Regions from separate parts of the Gasterosteus aculeatus genome. Here region 2 is linked to region 1. The links are chromatin contacts, called in public Hi-C maps. All regions are on one chromosome and are shown on one strand. Each heading gives the region's core, a stretch centred on a gene start, on an enhancer-like site or on the middle of the called end of the contact. The rest is flanking DNA. Distances are from core to core; before and after follow the strand shown.

Region 1 (2,961 bases), core at 297-2,796:
CCAGGAACCCTGGGGGCAGGTGTCTGTGAGGGCAGTGGTCGGGAGCTTAGAGAGCCCACCGTCTACAACACTGGAGACTACGAACAGTGGACCAGGGTGACTGTGGTAATACCACGCAACGTTGCAGCCAGGTAGCTATGGTAACAGGCATGCAATTGGATTTCAGTCGATGTATTAGGAATTTGATTCATTTTCTTCTGACTCAAAGGGGCGATTTAACGAAGGGATTGAACATACACAAACTACACTAAAGAATCTTTTAAAAGCAGCAGAAAAGTATGAAAAAACACAAATACAGTTAATTTGTTAGCGTCTTCAGAGAATTAGTGAATCAGGGAAAAGATGCAAATACTGAATTTGTGTCATGAAACATAAATGAATAAAGTTAGCCTAAATATATGATTTTTAAAAAGATTAAGAAAAAAAGGATTACAATATCAACAAATAAACAAATGATTTCTTCAATCCTGGCCTTACAATTTTCCCTTTCCTCTTTCTTAATTGCCTTCAGGAGCTTTGGATGGAAATAGAACTCTGGCTCAGGCTGATTTTCCCCCTCACAATCGGACTCATTAGCCTCACGCTTATTTATAATTTGCCACATAGATAATTGCAATCAGATGAAAAAGCTGAGAAAATTACTGTCAGCTGCAAAACTTTATGGACGTGTTTGCATTGTAATATAATTACGGTTGTTACATATATTTCGTGAATCGAACCTTGAGACTGGAGAGATGGTTGCAAATGATACATAATTCACAAAGCTACCGGCGGATGCAATCCCTTCTTTGTGAATATATATTCTGACTGGTAAATTTAAATGTCTTTATCACTTTCTTCTACCTCCTTCCCCTCATTTCCACAGTAAAACACGCTTCCGCTGGTTCCAGGAGAGCAGCGTGTACAGAGATGCTCCGCCTTTCGCCCTGGACGGGGTCTACATCTCTGAGCCTTGTCCCAACCACTGTGGGGGACATGGAGATTGCATCTCTGGCGTTTGCTTCTGTGATATGGGTTACACAGGTACAATAACAGATAGGGAAGGCAAAACAAATAAAATACATAATGGTTTTAATGTATCTTTGTCAAATATACCTTTTCATTTCCTATTTTATTGAATAGTGGAGCAGGATAGTTGTGTGCCGTCGGTGGCCGGTCCCACTGAGCTGACTGAGGGCTTCGAGGGGAAGTTGAGCCCTCTCTGGCAGAGCCTAAGTGGGGGACAAATTGGAGGTGGATGTGGCATCATTGGGGAGGGCAAAGCTCTGTACTTCAGTAGCCCCGGGAGGAGAGAAGCGCGCACAGTGCCTCTAGACACCACCAACACCCGGTGAGGAGAATCCACATCCGTACATCTCTCACATGGAGGCATTGGAGTCCAGTTCAATTGGAGGTTATTTATTTGAAACTGAAATTGAGTTGTTACTGTTTCCACACAGATTGGTTCAATTCTACATCCGAATAGGCAGCAAGAGTTTGGGGCCCACGTGCACGAGGCCTCGGTCCCGCAACGAAGGTAATTCTAACATGCTGTAGTGAGGCCCTCTGCTGCATTCGTGTGGCTGTTCCTCAACGGTGCATTGAAACGAGCAGCTCCACGTCTGATCTGATCAGTTCACGCCTCGTTTGTCTCATTTGTTCCTTTTGACAGTTTGCACTTTGACTGTGCAGTTTCCAATCTGGGCGTCATTCTCAGTCTATTCTAGTCTGTTTAGTCCAGTCAGAAGCGGTGAAGCGGTGCTGAAGGCTCAGTCTGATCGTTCCTGTAATGTCAGACTAAACAGCTTATTTCAGAAAAAAGTATTTTCTGCTGGTTTTATTTTGTAGTTGACATAGTTTTACCATAGTGTTTGTGTGTGCACAAAAATAAGTTCTCTCCCTCTGCTCTTTGTTTGATTGCAGGAGTCATTGTCCAGTTCTCTACAAACAATGGGGTCCAATGGCAGTTCGTTAGGGAGCTGGACTTTAGTTCCTTCCTAGAGCCCCAAGTGGTGACCATAGAGTTACCACCTGTTGCCAAAACTCCTTACACAGTATTTCGGTGGTGGCAGCCACAGCAGGGTAAGTTCTTAAGCAGGGTGAGCAGTACTACAGAAAAGCCCGGAAACATTACAATACTACAGATGTATTTGATATCGCAGCTTTAGCTTTGTAATCCATGTATATTTCTCTCTCCACGCTTGTAGGGAAACACTCTGCACAGTGGGCTTTGGATGATGTCTTGATCGGTATGAACGACAGCTCCAGAACCGGCTTCCACGACAAGTTTGACGGGATGACGCCTCTGAGGCACAACTGGTACCGCGTTCAGGGTGGGGAAGTGACTGTGGACTGTTTATCTCTGGACACGGCACTGACCTTCAACTCCGAGGCCATCGATAGTGAGTTACGCGAAAACATCCCTGCTCGCACGCATTCAATGAAGAGAGTTGATGACTGCCGGATCCGTAGTTGTAATTCCTTGTCCGGCTCAGAATGTGTGTGCGTGGGAAGTGAAGGAGTGACTCCCTGAGCAACCCTGACTAAGACTCTGTGTTTGCAGCCAGCAGCCCAGTGAGAAGCTGTTGGAGTGAATGTGAAGCAGAACTATACGCAGCCATGCATATGCACATTAAGTAAACCACCACTGACTGTATATTCAGATACTCAGCAGAAGTATGCATATAAATGGCTGCACAGTGAAATCGTAGCTTTACCCGCACTAAAGGCTGAAACTCGAGTCACCCATTGACTGTGGCGCTGTGGGTCCTGCATTATTAACGAGAGCAAACCTGAATTAACATCCTGGTTGTTATTTGTTGCTTGCGCCAAGCTGTAAACGGATTTACTTTGCACAAATATTACATTACAACGGGGCACATTCATTTAGCGCACAGAGCCGGACTGATTTGGCAACACATGATGCACCGAATGTCTCTGACTCTACGGCTGTCCTGATACGTGCTTAAGCACCACCCATTT
Region 2 (2,961 bases), core at 160-2,659, 82 kb before region 1:
CCCGAATTAAATTAGATCACTCGAATTCCTTAGCTACTATCCGGACACAGAAATCCCGGACGAGCCCCCATTTATGTTACGGACCCCTCGATAAGGTGACGGCTCGTTCAGCCGAGGGGTCAGCCACATAAAGAAACGCGATAGGCAGGAAGCGATGCAAAGTTCTTTTTATAGTTTTCCAACCTCCAGCCCCTCCGTTTCACACATTAATATATCACAATAGTAGCTCGAACACAAAACACTGGTCTCCTGGTGTTGAAGCCGGGGCCTGGCGCTCTCGCAGGTCTCCTCCTTCTTCCGGCGCTCAGTCGCTCTCCCCTCTATATGCTCAGCCTGAGCCATCACCGCAACCGCTCTCAGGTGCGCAGGGGCGGAGCCTGCACTCAGAAGGGCCAAACCAATTAATAATCACAAAAACAAACTCAGAAGGCTGTGGCCGTAACAGTCCTTTCAACTAATTATTTGTTTCCTCTTTTGTTCACAGGGAGTGGGGAGTAGATTTAGAGCTACCCGGGGGAATCCATCACTTCTCTGTCTATAAACACCAGTTTAGACCTGGGCGGACCACCACCTGTACGTTTGGTTAGGGCGCCTTGACCGTGTGCCAGGAAGAGTGTATTTTCTATTGGTTAGTACAGGTTAGGGGTGGGGACCTTTTGTTTATTTCTTTGTTTTGGTCCGTCCAGCCCACCCCTTTTCCCAGAAAGTTATTGTTTATTTATGTATATTTATTTTTGTGTTTAGATATAAGCGTTTATCCAGTATTTTGTGTTTGTCCTTTTTCTCGCACCGCGACTCCATACCCTATTTGCTGGCATCGGTGGGCCCGAGCAGTGGGTTGCCATGTTCCCCTCACTTTTGGGAGCTGGAACGTAACAAGCTATATTAATGTTCACTCGCTCCTTGCTGGTTCACAGTGGTCCTTTTCATTTATGCCAAATTCACCTGCAAAAAGTCAATTCCAGATATATAGCCAGCTCCAGTCCAGGCTCGTTTACTAGAATCAAGTGAATATCGCTTCTCTGGTGAGGTCAGCCTCGCCAGAAAGGGTTTCACCAAACACGGTCAATAATAATATATATATACTTGCTTTTAGAGATTTTGCAGTGGTCAGAATGTTCACATGCAATGGGTAGTATAACATGTAACAACGATTGCGTTTTTTTATTTTTATTTTTTTTTACAGGTAAGGATTTAGTTTTGGAGTTGTAAAACACTAACATTTGTTTGCTCAGGGTAAGCTAATATTTTGAGTCGATTATTTTATTCACTATAAATTTAAAAATTCTGTCTTTCTGTTTGTACACTATACTGTATGGTTAGTTCCAATTTTCACTACACCCCATGTGCATTGCAGGTATACTTCCTCAATTTGAATCACGTGACTACCAGGAGTTTTAAAGTGACGCGACCCTCTCTTTACACCGCTCTGGGTACAACCGGTAGCACTTTGGGAAGAAAACCAACGACACAAACCTGATTTATTTCACAACAATGCAGCATGAGGGTATTTCTTTTGTTTCAGTAAAGGATTTGTTTAGGAATCAAATAATGTTTTCAAAATGGAGATAACCGTTGAGTCTTAATGGTGTAAATGTTTTAGATAAAATGAAGCCTAAAATAATATACTTGAGCTCAGTTTGGGAAGGCTTAGTGACAATCCTAGTGTGACGTCATGGAGGAGCTAGCTCGCGCTAACTAAGATTCCTTATGACAAGCGAGGAGGTGAGTAGGAGCCAACTTACTCTGTGTATGATCATTCAAACTATTATTTTATGTTTATTTTGTTATATTAATGTATATCCTACCTAACCCTAACTTATTTGTTTAACCTTAATAAAGTGAAACTTATCAAACACTAATTAAAAAACACTTGTACAATGTGACTCCCAGCTCCACACATCAGCGCCTCAAACAAATTGAACTGGATTCTGAATCTGAATGCTTTGACCATATAGGCTATCATGCTTCCTTTTAGTTGCCCTTTCCTCCAATTAATACTTTTATTTATTCCCGACCAGCCCAGCTCCTCACAGCGCTCCTGCTTTACATAACCTCCTTAAACTATTCAGTTAACAGGAGTACTTCATATCAAAATCAATTCAAATTGATATAAAGTTTTTAGTATTTTGGATAAATTATAGTACTTGTGTGTACCTGGAGGTGGCGCTATCGGATTACAGTCCGGTACAATACATTTACAACACAGATCCACATTTCAGAACTTTCAGAACAGCGTTTCATATGGCAGATTTGTTCTTATTTCATTTTTAAAAATATTTTTGGTCGATTTGAGATTGATTACATGTATAATAACAGCCTTTGAGCAAGGCTTTTCTCCTAACCACGACCTAAACGCACCGTCTCGGATTGATTCACAGTGGATGTAATACTTCATCTGACCACTAAGGGGCAGTGTAGCCCAGCATTAGACTGTGTTCCAGACCGGAGGATCGGAGTCACACATGTATGACGCAGCATCAAAGCTATCCTATAATATTCCTTGTACGATAAATCTAATGTATCAGTGGTTTCTGTCTAACTCTATCTTGCTGTTGTTCAAAGACACCAAAATGCTCTGCAAGATCATTTATTATGTCACTAATCTGTTGTCTTATCCCTGTGATAGTTGAGGCCCGGTTTCAAAGGCCATGCTTCTCATGCTCTGTTCCCCTCTGGACCACAGGCCTCACTAAGCCTGCTGCTGTGCACAAGGATATTAGAATAAAGAACAAATTTGTGAATCCGCTTTAGCGACCCTGAGTGGATAGAGATGGTTTAACCAATTTAAGATATTACTTCGTCACTACGTACCATCATTTAACCTCATTCAAGACATATTTTGAATTTGTAAGTTAGCTTTGCCTCGTTTTGGCTAATGGGGCTTCCTTATTTCAACTAGATTATTAAACTAAGTTATTTTAAGAGAAATAAGCCACTGGACTGAGACGAGGTCAGAGA

What was found. A called contact is a pair of places that touch in the nucleus more often than the background predicts.
Region 2: a Hi-C map of skeletal muscle shows a contact between it and region 1, with 7 times the contacts expected there. The contact joins two enhancer-like sites. A contact is called at or near these places in 4 of 6 Hi-C or Micro-C datasets (skeletal muscle, tail fin and whole body).

What each region holds. Positions count from the first base shown.
Region 1 is chrX:14,322,751-14,325,711 of fGasAcu3.hap1.1, reverse strand. reln (reelin) reads left to right here. Exons shown (of 64, transcript XM_078082891.1): 28 at 1-131; 29 at 866-1,023; 30 at 1,123-1,330; 31 at 1,440-1,516; 32 at 1,903-2,061; 33 at 2,187-2,381. Among protein-coding and RNA genes, the nearest start is that of bncr, 19 kb to the right of the region's middle. Within about 2 kb of position 1,546, at least 1 of the 9 cell types and tissues checked has open chromatin away from gene starts, as enhancers often do.
Region 2 is chrX:14,404,414-14,407,374 of fGasAcu3.hap1.1, reverse strand. No RefSeq gene overlaps it. Among protein-coding and RNA genes, the nearest start is that of LOC120809223, 6.7 kb to the left of the region's middle. Within about 2 kb of position 1,409, at least 4 of the 9 cell types and tissues checked have open chromatin away from gene starts, as enhancers often do.